Regions from separate parts of the Capsicum annuum genome. Here region 2 is linked to region 1. Evidence: chromatin contacts called from public Hi-C data. All regions are on one chromosome and are shown on one strand. Each heading gives the region's core, a stretch centred on a gene start, on an enhancer-like site or on the middle of the called end of the contact. The rest is flanking DNA. Distances are from core to core; before and after follow the strand shown.

The links. Hi-C and Micro-C count contacts between places; a contact is called where the count stands out from the background.
Region 2: a contact with region 1 is called in a Hi-C map of leaf, with 2.1 times the contacts expected there. The contact joins the enhancer-like site here to the promoter of LOC107848486 in region 1. A contact is called at or near these places in 3 of 5 Hi-C or Micro-C datasets (bud, leaf and placenta).

The regions. Positions count from the first base shown.
Region 1 is chr11:99,746,787-99,754,499 of UCD10Xv1.1, reverse strand. LOC107848486 (GDSL esterase/lipase At3g26430) reads right to left here and starts at 3,453. Exons shown (of 5, transcript XM_016693261.2): 1 at 3,044-3,453; 2 at 26-235. The coding sequence starts at 3,290.
Region 2 is chr11:99,856,998-99,864,710 of UCD10Xv1.1, reverse strand. No RefSeq gene overlaps it. Among protein-coding and RNA genes, the nearest start is that of LOC107848486, 110 kb to the right of the region's middle. Within about 2 kb of position 3,725, at least 4 of the 5 cell types and tissues checked have an H3K27ac peak or open chromatin away from gene starts, as enhancers often do. A contact at or near this core is called in bud and leaf, where this site is marked.

The DNA of each region.
Region 1 (7,713 bases), core at 2,204-4,703:
GTTGTAAAGGTACTAATATTGTTACCTTTGGTACGAATAAATTGAGACCTGAGAAGGAAATCGTTGAATTCGTAAGTCTGAACGTTTAATGAAATGGGGCTAAAACCACTTTGATGTAAAGTTGTGTTTTGGGGTCTGATTGTTGAACCAGCTGTGGCAAAGTTGGCTCCATGGCTGAAGTTTGAACCCAATGCATCTAAGAATGCACTTAGATATGGTAGTCCTAAGCTTTCAGCTGAAAAAAAACAATCCACATCAATCTAAGCTCATTATATAACTTTTACACTCAGGTCAACTAATTGACACGGAATATATATATATATATAAATTAAATCTGTCTTATATTAATTATCTTTGAATGAACGATTCAATAACGACGAAGCCAAAAACTTACACCCGAGCTAGGACAAGAGGCTCTTGCAACCGCCAAAAGGGAAACCAAAAGAAAAAAGAATCGCTTCAATAATAACCTGATGAAGATTGTTGATGCAAATTTTAGTTAAAAAAGGGATACTAGTATTGATGTGGCTTTACATAAACAGACTTTAAGTATCATTAATTTTCAAGATGTTATCATTAATTAACCAAATAGGTGGTTGTGTATAGTTAGTTTAGGCGAGACAAAACAATATTGTTGTAATGATCAAAACAATTGTTTTAAAAAAAAAAACAGTTTTGGTTTCACTTGAAGTTGGACAAAAATATAATTTCGCCCAAATGAGGAAAAAGAGGACATAATTACTACTTCGTTCATATGTCACATATTTTAAAATTCAAACTTTTAAACTTTGAAGGTGAAGTAGAACATAGAAGCTTTAATTTTTTTTAAAAGTAAAATTTACATATTTAGATATTATGTAGAAATTATTAAAAATCACAACAATTTATATTTTTAATTTATTTAAAATTCACAGAGAAGAATTTTGATAAAAAACTTTATTAACTTTCAAAATTTTAATTATGTTATATAAATTAGGACGAAAGCAATATTATGTGTTAAAAACAATTATTTTCAATTTGAATAACTGAATACGTTTATTTTAAATTCAAAAACAAATTTCACTCAAAAGTCAAAATATTCCTCAAAAAGGGCTTCGGAAATCAAATCCACGCACCCACAAGTAGGGTGGACATAAATATCGAAGAATTGAAAAACTAAATCGAATCGAACTAATTTAATTTTTTCATTTTGAATCTCCGATTCAACAAACAATGTCGCTTAGCCTAGTGGTAGATGGATCACTATTAAGGCCTCTCTTTTATTGTGGACATAGGTTCGAACCCCATTGCATATGCTTTCTTGCCTTGCTATTTTTTTAGAGGTAATGATATGGATTAAATATATTCTACCCTCCTCAAACCTCAATAGGTGGGAATATAATCAAACTTTTGTCAAAAAGATTTTTAATAATATTTTATATACTAATAGGCCCTTACTAATTAATGCTCATATTTAAGCCGACCGAAACCCAAAGTCTTAGTATTTTATATTCTCTCCGTCCTAAATTATTCGTCCTAAATTGAGATGGCATATTGATTTAAAAAAATATCATAATATCCCTATTAAATGATGTTTATATTTTAATTTGAAGAAAAAGTAATTAATACAAAGGATAAAACATGAGAAAAATTTTTTTATCTCTTTTTGATTAATGAAAAAAATAAGTAAAATGAGAAATCAATTTAGAAAATTTAGAACGGATAATTTGGGATAATTTGGGATGGGGGAGTAACTTTTAATATTCAATACTAAAGCAACATCTACAATTCTACTTACAGAACTTAAAAATAAGGACTAAGAACTGATAACTTTGCCCAAATCTAATATTCAAAATTTTAATATTCACTACTAAGCAGCACATACGAAACTTAAAAATAAGAAATGAAAACTAAAAACTAGAACTGGACAGTGGTCTGGGGCAATGATCACTGTGTGAACGTTGCTACTTCTTGCTGCTTAATTAGTTGCTGCTATCTATGTGCAATTGTAGATGATGTAAATATATTTGTCTCATATTTAAATGATTGAAATCTTTTAGTATTTGATTTGGTCTTCATTTTATCATAGGCATTTACACCGAAAATCCCTTTTGAAAATATCGAATTGAAACGAACCAAAATTAAAATCTGTAATCAAAAATTAAAAAATTAAATTAAAATTTAATAAAATCAAATCGAAACATTCAACGCTCACTCCTACCCACAAGAAACAAACTAAAGTAAATCAAAGCCGTTTACTAGTCCAAACATCACATGTCGAGTTCTACTAGTACTTACTGAAGTGACTCTCAACCAATATTCCAAATTAAAAATAAAAAGTAGCAGTAGTTTAATCTAATATATTTAAAGAAGTATGCATACATCATTCAGTTGCACCAGAAGACATGTGAAGCTATTGGCGTCGGTGGATTCTTTTAATTTTCAACTTTGAACTGAACGTGATTAATAGAAACAAAAATTGTCGCAGTTTTCGTTACCCCACCACTACTTTAACCATGACTATGACACCACCATCCTGGTCAAGGATGGTAGACTATAGTGCCGGATAATCTCTCTACTTTTATTTTAGTTATCTCAAAGTTTGAAATTTGGGAATCAAAAATATCTTAATAGAGGGCTTATTCCTTCAAGATATCTTACTTCACAATGAATTTGAATTACTTGAACCGAAAAAAAAAAATCTATGACCAATTAAAAGCAATGCAAATTTCCAAAGATGATTTCACTATGTAAGAAGAGTTTCCTAATAGAATAGTACTCCCTCCGTCCTAATGCGATGCCTTTCAGATTCGGATTTCAAACATTTTGAATTAATTTTAAATACGGATATGATTAATTTAAAAATTTTTGAAATAAAAATTATATGTTTACAAAATATTTTGAAAGATATATGAAAAAATTATGATTAAATATAGAGGTGTTAAATATTCAAATTTGAAAGCGTCATATAAATTAAAACGCCGGACGCACTTGTTAAAGTGAAGTTTGTTTAATAAGTGAATATTGAGAATGTGAGTTATTGTAATAATAATAATTTAATTACCAATAAAATCAATAACAAGGCGACCATCACAGTACCGGCCAGCAGGGGCACCAAAATATGTCTCTCCGGCAGGCGGACCAGCCTGACCAAATGCCGCCGACAATCCACCGGTGTCGGAGTTCGAATCCCCGAAGTTGAAAATCGCCGGAAAATCACACGGTGACCTGCTCTTAGAAGCACTTGAAAATGGAAATACAAGTACCAACACTAGAGGAAAAACTATTTTTGAGTAATTACTAAAATCCATAAGAAAATTTGTATATTGTATTCTATAAGCCAAAGAAGAAGAAAGAAAGAAGCTGAAGTTGTTTAAACGGATATGATGAGATTGTTATTATATATATATATATATATATATGATGAAATTATTATGGGAAGGAGCTCTGTAGGGCTCAAAGTTCACGAAGTTTGAGATTGTTACTGATTTGCGTAGTTATTAATAGTAATAAAGATAGAAAGGACAAAATATAATAAAAAAAATTTCATTTTATAAATTAGACTAATAAAATGAAATAACTAGTTTTAATATTCTCTTATTTATAAGAGGGAGTTAAGCAGCTCAAGCAGACACGAGGTCGATATGTCTGTTGACCTGCTTGTGATGCCTATTTTAGCTGCTTCAGTCGTAATTTTACTGTATAACCTCTGATTAATTATTATAAGTCATTTACGCATTAAAAAATTAACAATATTTAATACAAATATGTATCTGCTTTAGTTGTTTCTGTTGCAATTTTACTGCATCACTCCTAATTAATTATTATAAGTCATTTACGTAATTAAAAATTAATAATATTTAATTAAAATAAGCAAAATAGATATTTCTGACATGTCTGTTTCAACTGCTTCAATCGTAATTTTACTATATCACCCCTAATTAATTATTATAATTCATTTAATTATTAAAAAAATAATAATATTTAATAGAAAAGGTAAAATAGTCATAAAATGATAAATTATCTCTTGATGTTTTAAATTAACTTAAAGTCTTATATGAGGTCCATTTAATTTTTTTCATAAATATTTTTTATAGTAATTTTGTTATATCACTTTTAATTAGTTAATTATAAGTCATTTAACACATATCCATTTCGTTGTTTCCATCGTGATATAGTAAGTTAACTGTAACACCTCAACTTGGGATAAGCAGTCCCACATCGGCAAAAAACAGGAGAAATGTAGGGTATAAGTAAGCAAGTCTTACTCCCTAATGACACCTTTTAAAGCCGTGCGGGCCAGGGCCCAGAGCGGACAATATCACTAGTGGGTTAGGGAGTTATAGGGGTCTCTCAGGCCTTGATGGTTCGGGATGCCCGTCGCAGCAAGGGCCCCGGCTCGGGTCGTGACAGAATGGTATCAGAGCCGCTGCTGTGTCAGCCCTGTCGATGTGAGCCAGAATTCAAACTGAGTGTAGGCAAATTCTGGTAAGGCGGGGTAAACCTCAGTCCTGGGTCAAGGCAAATCCTATTTGATGGGGTAAGCCTCAGCGAGGACGCTGAGTCCATAAAGGAGGGTGTATGTAACACCCCAACTTGGTATAAGGAGTCCCACATCGACAAAACACAAGAGTGATGCTAGGTATACGTAAGCAAATCTTACTCCCAAGTGATGTGTTTTAAAGCCGTGCGGACCTGAGTTCAGAGCGGACAATATCACTAGTAGGTTGGGGAGTTACAGGGGTCTCTCGGGCCTTGATGGTTCGGGATGCCCATAGCGGCCAACGCCTTAGCTTGGATCGTGACATTAACTTGCTGAAGCAGGCACGAGGTCTACATGTCTACTTGTGTTGCCTGTTTGAGCTGTTTCAATTGTGATTTTACTGTATCACTCCTAATTAATTATTATAAGTCATTTATCTATTAGCAAATTAATAAATATTTAATAAAAAATAAAATAGACATTTATGACATGTTTGCTGCAACTATTTCAATCGTAATATTACTAAATCATCCCTAATTAATTATTATAATTCATCTAAGTATTAAAATAATAATAATATTAATAAAAAAAATTATAAAACGATAAATTAACGCTCGATATTTTAAAGTAACTTGACGTCTTTTATGACATGTCTGCTGTAGCTATTTCAATCAAAATTTTACTAAATCACCCCTAATTAATTATGATAAGTCATCTAAGTATTGAAAAATTAATAATATTAATAAAAAAAAGTATAAAATGTAAATTAACGCTCGATGTTTTAAAGTAACTTGACGTCTTTTATGAGACTCATTTAATTTATTTTTTCACGAGTATTTTGTATAGTAATTTCGTTATATGACTTCTAATTAGTTATTATAAGTTGTTTAACACATTTCAGTTTCGCTGCTTCCATCGTGATTTTACTATATCACCCCTAATTAATCATTATGGTCATCAAAGTATTAAAAAATTAATAATATTTCATAAAAAGATAAAATGAACACAACATAATATATCGACATAAAAAATTTGATTGAATATCAAAATTATCTTAGTGCCACATAAATTGAGATGTGACAGAAAAACATAAAGTAGCATATATTATTTGAAAATAAAATAAAAGGTATTGCAAACCACAATAATTAATAACTTAATATATAAAATATAAATACAAAAAAAAATTTAATTAACTGTCGAAATTTATCACATAAAATAGGACGGAGAGAGTGTTCATATCTTATTAAAAAATTATGTAAAGTATTATAAATCACATAATTAACAACTTCAAAAATTTAAAAGATATAAATATTTGTCCGACTCTCATAATTATATCAATCACTTAAATTGGAATAGAAGAAAAAATATTATAAATCACAATAATTAAAAACTTAAATTATTTCAGTTATTGATTATCTAAATTTCATTTGTATCACATAAATTAAGATTAAAAAATAATATATATTGTGCCCGTGCTAGTACGGATCGTCGATGTCTAGTTAATATATATAAGAGGGAGTTGGAGTACTGAAGCAGGCACGAGGTTGACATGTCTGCTTTAGTTGCTTCAAATGTCATTTTACTATATCATCCCGGATTAATTATTATTATAACTCATTTATGTATTAAAAAATTAATAGTATTTATTCAAAAAATAAAATAGACATTTATGACATGTCTGCTTCCGCTGCTTCAACCATAATTTTACTATATCACCCCTAATTAATTATTATATCTATAATTAAATATTATAAGTCATTTACATATTAGAAAATTAACAATATTTAAGCAGAAAAAAAGTAAAATAGAGATTTATAACATGTCTGCTTCAACTGCTTCAATCGTAATTTTATCGTATCACCCTTAGTTAATTATTATAAGTCATCTAAGCATTAAAAAATTAATATAAAATAAAAAATTAACTCTTCATTTTTTAAATTAACTTGACGAGTTATATAAGATCCTCTTAAAATTTTTTACGGGTATTTTTTAAAGTAATTCTCCTATATCATAAGTGATAATGAAGTAGGAAGCTCATAGTCGACATGCCTACTTTAGCTGCTTTAATCGTAATTTTACTATATCACCCTAATTAATTATTATAATTTATTTAAGTATTAAAAATAATAATATTTAATAAATAAAGTACAATAGACATTAATGACATGACTACTTCAGTTGCTTTAGTCGTGATTTTACTATATTACCCATAATTAATTATTATAAGTCATCTAAGTTTTAAAAAATTAATAATATTTAATAGAAAATAAAATAGATATAAAATGATAAATTAACTCTTGGTCGTTTAAATTAACTTGGCGTCTTAAATGAGCCCACTTAAAATTTTTTCACTAGTATTTTTTATAATAATTTATTATTTCACTTCTAATTAGTAGAATAGAAGAAAATTATTATAAATTACGATAATTTAAAATTTAAGTTATTTAAAAAATATAATTGACAATGAATGCCACAAAACAAAAGTTTGAACAAGGAGGGTAACATATATTATTTGAAAATAACATAAAAAGTATAAAAAAATACAATTGTTAACAACTTAAAATATCTAAAAACATATTAAAAATATGATTCATTATCTAAATTTTATTTGTGTCACATAAATTGAGGCCAAAAAATAATTTATATTATCACGGACCCTCGGTATCATAATTTATATTATCACGGACCCTCGGTATCTAGTACTGGTTAAGTAAAACAGAACCAAGGAAACATTATGGAAGGACAAATTTGGTCAGGTTCTGAATTAATGTTTATCTTTTAACACTTCCTTTTTATTCTGATTTGAATTTAAAGTTAAATTATATATGTAACTTATATATTATATAAGCATAAATTAATTTATGATTTTGGTTTATTTTCAGAATTTTAACTTAAAAGAGAAGTGTTATTTTTTTTCTTATCCAAATATTATAAGAGCTTTTTAAAATTATATTGACTTAAAAAAAAAAACTAAAATAAGTCGATCCAAATAAGCTTTTAGATGTATTTTTGTTCGTTCATGTCGTCCTTACTAAGAATAGATAGTTAAAAATAGTTTTCCTTTTTAGAAAATCAATCTATATTCATCTTTATTTTTTCATATTTAACTTAGCACATTTCTTAAAAAATAATAAATAATAGAAATTTACTATATCACGTCTGTTAATTTCATCTAAATATTAAAAATAAATGATATTTAATAACAAGAATAGAATATACAAAAGTGATAAATTATCTTTTAATGTTTTACG
Region 2 (7,713 bases), core at 2,476-4,975, 110 kb before region 1:
TACGACATGTTGTTTTAAGTTCAGAGGCAGGATGAGCTTTCGGAGTCAGAGTTTCCCTTTTCTCCTTTTATTATCCATGCTTAGTCTTTCATTATTTGAGAGTGATATATATTGACTATTTCAGTGCTTATGTTGGTTTTTGTTGGTGGCTCTTATACCGATATTATTAGGTCGTGGGATGTTATTATTATCTTTATCTATCTTTCTGACTATTATTATTGCTTGAATTATTATTAGAAGTCTTAGTTGCAAATTTCCAGATTTTATACCTTTTTCACCAAATTAGCCCATTCCTTCTAGCTTCGGGCTAAGATTCTACTTACCTACTAGCGAGATAAAATAGATTACATCATGACTCGTAAATTGGATCGTAACAAATCTCTTCTATTCTTTCTTATCGGAATTTTGGCCAGGACACATTGACTTCTTTTGTTATTCTTTGCACTCAAAATGATTGTATGGCTTTTGTCATATTATAATGCCATCCTTTTCGTGCAGAGTTTCTTAGCCACCTCTTCAATTCTAACTTGTTCATCATTAAGATCATCCGTTGTTCTTACCTAGCCTTTGACATATTTCCTCCAGCATATTGATAAGTCAATTCAATATTCAGGGGTCTTAGAAAACGTGTATTGAACGTTTGTCCTTTACCAACATCATAAAACTTCTATATTATTTTAAAAATTGAGCTATAAATTAGAAAATATAAAAATTAACAATATTAATTTTATCATTTACACTAAATAAAATTCGTAAGATCAGAACAATGCATTTCCATCATGCAAGAAATATGTGAAGCTAATGTATATAATAGTCCCTAATGATATAAATATATATAACAACAACAATTAACCCAGTGTATTTCCACATAGTGGGGCCTGAGGAGGATAAGATGTACGCAATCCATACCACTACCTCCGAAGAAGTAGAAAGGTTATTTCGAATAGACCCTCGGCTCAAGACAAGGAATAATAAACAAATCAGTAATAAAGCATGGAATAAGATGACATAACATAAATAGAACACCCACAAGGAATAGTAAACAAAGAATAGTAAACAAATTCGTAATAAAGCATGAAACAAGATGGCAGAACAAGAATAATACACCCACCAAGTAATACCCTATACTAACAACCCAAATTGGCTCTAGCCTTCTATCCTAATTCGCGTCCTCCAGATCTTCCTATCTAGGGTCATGTCCTCAGTAAGCTGTAACTGCTCCATGTCGCACCTAATCACCTCTCTCCAGTATTTCTTCAGCTTACCCCTACCCCGTCTGAAACCATCCACAGCAAGCCTCTCACACCTACGAATTGGGACATCCATGTTCCTCCTCATCACGTGTCCGAACCATTTCAATCGGACTTTCCGCATCTTTCACAAAATTAGCAATGTCTCACAATTGTAATTAATATGTGACTACATAATAATTCTACATCTGTTAATCCAAATAATAGTATAATTTACACAACAAAACAAATAATCAGAAGTAGACCTTCTAATTCAATAAGCTAAACAATTTCCTAGCTCCTTACATATTATTGTATTTATAATAGTACAGTTGTGGATGATGGACTACAAAATTTGTATAGTCAAGATTCTTTGAATAAAACAATAAAGACTGTCCAGATCCACGTCATGTACAAATTTTTCAATACAGTGATCTTTCTTCTAAAAGTAGTCATCTTATGGGAGTTGGTATTAACTACATAAAAAATAAAAATAGCATAGAGAAAAACAATTTAGAGTAGGAAATAATAAATATCTATTTTAGAAAAACATTATTTGCTTCAAAATATGGCTGAATTAATAAATATTAATTATATTATTAAATATGAAAAATACTTAAACATAAAATTAATATATTTATACAAATCATATAAAAGCATTAAAATAACTTTAAACTAAATTAAAAAAAAAAAAAACTACCAAAGCTATAGAATGACAGAGAAAAAAGTTTGAAGAACTCTTCCACTATAATGTATGATGCAATTTATATGTCATTACAAAATGCAAGAGAACAACAAGTATTTTTATATTATTATGTAAAATAATATGTCATACCCGATTTTTACCTAAGGTTCAAAACGAGCACGATATTATAGATTCTAAAAAGAATTAATTTATACAGAGTCATTATCTAATTTTTAAGGAAAAATAGGAGACCTATTTATTTATTAAGAAGTATAACTTTATTTAATTCACGAACCAAATTAGATCCTAGGTAAGAATTCAAATTATTTTGAAGAAAAGATATTAGGCACCCTTCAAAATTCACAAATGTAATTTCTGACCAGACTTAGATTTTTACAAGACGAAAGAAAAAAATTAATATTTATAAATACAAATTTAAAATATACATTAAAATAATAAAAATAATTTACATATAAAAAATGTATAAATTACATAAATTATTGTATATAAAAAATATATGAATATGATCAAAAGTATATAAGAATGTATATGGAAAGAAGAAGAAAAATTGAATAAAGAAAAAAAAATATTTTACAGAAAAAGACTACGCAATATTTTTAAATGTATAAGTATGAATTAGTTGATTAAATATCTAAATTATTTTAATTTTTCTATACATATTAACGGCCTAAATTTGTCTAAATGCGCGGTAAAGATTGTATAAGTTAAAGCATTCCCGCCTAACGCTCCAAAAATAAATTTTTCAATATGATAATATTTGTGTAAATATAAAAATACAATGAAAAATTTAAAATCTTCCTTAAATGCCACTTCCAACAAATGTTTTATTAACCTGTATAAACACTTGTAATAAAAATGTTAATAATAAATAAATAATTACTGAAATAAATTAAAGGTACGTATGCATATATGTATTTAAAAATATATTTTTTTATTAAAAAGCGGACTCGAATTAAATTTTAGATATGTCATGGCTATGAAGTGGTTGCTTAATTTATTAGCCGTCCTAAATCGTCTTACCAAAATATGAATCATAAAAATTTTGCGTTGTTATAAAAATTTCTTCATTACCCAAAATATTTATTTTATTACATATTTATATGTAATGTCCGTCTTTTAATTTGCAAAGGCCTCAAAAATCGATGAAAAATTTCTTCATCGATCAAGTGTCGGCCGCCCTTAATATAAAATAATAACTTTGATAAAAATAAAATTGGATCGCATAATATACAGATGGAGAGAAAAATTTCATTGGCCAAGTACCTATTTTGGTCAATACAGTAATGAGGCTAAATAAAATCGTTGAAGATGATTAACAAAGTTATCAACATGTGGATAAAACAAGAACCGATCTGAATACCAAAGTCAGTATGTAAAAATTATAGCAACAATTATCCAAAACAGTCATGAATGGATCCCAAAGCAGCGTTGTTCATCGACGACAGCCAAGATTTGTTCGGAGAATTCAAAGTCATAAAAAAATGTCAAAAGATCCCAACAATAGTGAAAGAATAAAATGTTAGAGCACCCCAAACAACACAAATTTGTAGAAAAAAAATTTATTTAGTAAGATAAGGATTGGCGTTGCTTCAACGGAGCAATGCTGGATATACGCAAAATCGTCCAGATCTGGCCGCTTGTGGCATAGGCCACCTTTATTCGAACCAAAAGGTAAAAAGGAAAAAGGGATAACACAGAAATGGAGCTTAGCCGTTGCTCGTCGTCCGTCCGGCGACCAAGTCCGGCGGTGGCAGTGCAATGGAGAAAAGGAGGAAAGGGTCGGAACTGTGGTGTCCGCCGGTGAGAGCAGTGAAGGGGTGTCGGCTGGTTGGCTGCTCCACCGGTGGCTGTTGAGGGGGCGGTGGTGGCTGACGGAGATTTGTGGGTTGTTGGGCGATGGAAAAAAAGGAAGAGGAGCGTGGTGGTGTGGTTGGAGATGTGGGAGGCTTTCTGAAATCCAGCGATGGTGGCTGCCGGAGAAGACAGTGAAGAGAAAAAGATGCATTGAATTTTTAGAGTGAGAGAGAGTGAAAAAAAATCTGATTGGTGTATGATATGCATGTGTTTGTGTGTGTTGTGCGTGGAAAAGTTTTATTTTGAGGGAAAAGACATCATTTTCACTCTAAATTATATTTGAAAAGTTGAAGTCACATCTAAACTCTACTAGTGAATTATTACACACTTAAATTATAAAAAAATAAAATTATTTACACCCTATCAGGTTACCACCGCTTGTATGTGGTGTAGTATTTTACACGCGCTGTCATGTCAGTACCATGTTATTAAAAAGTATTATTTTTTATAGTTAAGGTGTGTAATAGGTCATTTATATAATTTAGGTGTGGATTCGACTTTTTGACTATAGTTTGAAATGAAAATGATGCATTTTCCCTTAATGTTTTTAGCCGTTTATTTTTGTTATTTAATAGGTTGGACGCACCTAAAATAAGTATAACACACGCGTCTTAGAATAGGGGTCGCGGGGAGGCAATAATATCACTTTTATATAGTTAAAGTGTATAATGTGTCACTTATATAATTTAAGTGCACTTAAATTTTTCTTGTTTAGTATAGGGTGAAAATAATGGTTTTTCCTATTTTGAGTGAGACTTAACAAACAAAACTTGTATGAAATTTCATTATTATCTTGACACATGGATTGTGGTGATAATTTTATTAATTTAAAATTGCAAAGTAAAATAAAGAAGAGAGAGACTAAAATTTTGAGTAAAAAATGGTTAGTGGACTGTGGGGTCTAAAAAAAATAAATTAAAATATTAAAAGTCATTAATAATGGAGAACATACCGTGTATGAAAAATTGTGTTTGTGATTTTCAAAAAAATTGAATTTTTTTATTTCTCCAATTCATCTTCATCAGGAAAACAAAAAAGCCTTCTTCTAAACAAAAAAAAAAAAAAAATCTTTCATTTTTTTTATCTAAACACATCTACTATTAAAATTAAAAAATGTTCTTGATTTCGTCAATTCATCTTCATCAAAAAAAAGCTTCCTTCTAAACAAAAAAAAACCCTTTTATATTTTTTATCTCAACATCTCTATTATTAAAATTAGAAAGTGTTCTTGATTTTTTCAATTCATCTTCATCAAAAAACCACAAAACCTTTTTTCTAAACCAAAAACATCACTTTCATTTTTTTTATCCGAACACTTCTACTATTAAAATTAAAAAATGTTCTAGATTTTTTCAATTCATCTTCATCAGAAAATCAGAAAATCTTATTGCATGTTCATTTATTGATATTGAATTTGCAATTTCTTTAAATACTAATATTCAAATATTCATTGACAATTTGGGATGCTGCTAATGTTGAAAAAAAAATTGATATGTGCTGAAGATAAAAAAAAATTGAAGTTTTATTCTCAAATTTTCATTCTTTACTCAAATCTACCTCAGTTACTTCATCTTCATCTGCAATTTTTTATTATTCATATTTTCAGGTATGAATCTTTCTCCATCTTCATGATTAATTTTTTTTCTACAGATCCATATAAATATGAAAAAAACTATATAAAATAAGTAATAAAATTTAGATCTCTACACATCTTTGTTTGCATGTCATTTCTAATGCCAAAATAACAAAATACTTGTCATATAAATATTTATAATGTTCAAAAAAAATAAAATATGTTACAAAATGTGCTGCTCAGATCTGCTATATTCCCTTTTCATTGATATCAACATTTTCTAATGCATTGTTTGAACTTTGACTTTGAAAGTACACTGCAGAAGACAGATTCAAATTTTGTGTTGATAGTTGATTGAAATTTTTTTGTGAATCTCCATGTGCCTGTAGGTTTGAATTGTTAAAAAAAAATCAAGTTTAGTAAATGAATTTTAATAAAAAAAAAAAGAGTCAAAATTTGTAGATATATAAAGTATTAAGACAATGATTAAAATATTTAGTTTGATGAAGGAAAATAACCTGAAAATTTAGTTCAATGAAACTTTGCATTGAAGCTGATTGTGTTTCAAAGCTCGGTGTCATAACAGTAAAAGACTGATGTTCATCTGCTGCTTTATATTTCAATGTCTTTTGTGATGCCTTTTTTTTTTTCTTTGTTCACCTCTTGACTTCATTCTTTCGTATCAACTTTTCTTGTTTTTTTTCTTAATTGGATCCAAATCTTGATCCTTACACCCTGTAACAGGATTAGTTCCACTGAGCTTGTTCTTATCCTTCTCATAATTTTCAGCATACAATTCACTTTGATGCTTAATAATCTCAATCTTTGCCTGATACAAATATTTTCGGGCAATTTCCTCGCAGTCTAAGTCATTGTCCGCTAAAGTCATAACAGTAAGAGACACCTTCATTAATCCATTTAAGCAAATTGCCATTGAGGATTTCATTGTCTCCTTTATTTGGTGTACTCTTCAAATCCACTGCCATGCTTGGCATTCTTAGTTCACCTTTTCAAAATGTATTTCTCAGATATACAAGAAAAACTTAAGTCAAACAATAAAACTTTTAATGTATGATAACACAGCTAACCCATGATTTCAAATATTTGACAACTATAGAAAATAGAATTATCAAGAGAATTGAACTGGACAGTTTCAATTTGCTCACTTTCACCCTTTAAAACTGTATATACCGTTTTATTCTCATTAGTTTTCAAATTGATTACTTTTTTAGTTGTCCTTTGCAAAAATTCATGTTGAAACTTTGTAAAAATTCATCTTGTATACACACTACTAGCATGCTTCAACATCCCACAGTCTTCTATGAAAAGTTTAGGCTTTCCTCGACATTTGTAATCCTCAATTGCCTCACTGTCACACATTTCAGTTGTTCGTTGCTTATATTGCTTCACAAATTCAGTTATACTCATTGTCTTGCATGTTATTTCTGTGAAAACTCTATTTGTACTTTCACTTCTTTGAGTTGATTTAACGTCCGCTGAAAAAATGAAACGATTAAATGCAGGACACCATTTCTTTCTTAAATCATATAGTTTTTTAGCCAAGTATTATTTTCACAATTCCATTCAGATATCATGTTCTGCCTTGTCACTTCAAATTTTGGTTCTGACTTGCATCTCCATAAGAGAGTATCAAAGTAGTTTTGAAATCCTTGTTTTCAGTAAAGATGGGGTATATTTTTCTGAGCATTTCTTTCAATGTGTCATTCACATAACCGATGACATATTTTAGAAAAAACCTCTCTATAGCAGCTACTATAGCAGGAACTTGATCGGTAAAAATTATTGTTGGTGTTTTTCCTCCCATTCCCTTTAGGAATGTTTGAAATAGCCAAATAAAAGAGCCAATTGTTTCATCACACAAGAATGCACATTCAAAGAAAATATTTTTTCAATGATTATTTACACCAACAAATGGAGCACAAATCATGTTATATTTATTTGTGCTATATGTGGTGTCAAAAATCACCACATCCCCAAAACACTCATAGTGCAATCTAGATATGCTATCTCTCCAAAAAAAAAAGTTGCACAATCTGCCATCTTCATCATCTTGAAAAGAATAAAAGAAATTTGAGTCCTCCGATTGCAAATACATAAAATAATTTATCAAAGTTTGAGCATCTCCACCACTAATTATATTTCTCTTATGTGCTTGTATGAAGTTATGAGCATCTTGCGCAATAAATTCTGTATTTTCAATTTTACCTGCTTCATTTTGAAGATATCGAACAGCTTTTTTAGTGCGAATGCCAACCTCGATCATAGAACCAAGAATATTTTTGGTAGCACTTGTATGCTTTCGACCAGATTGTATGAAATGCCTTAAATTG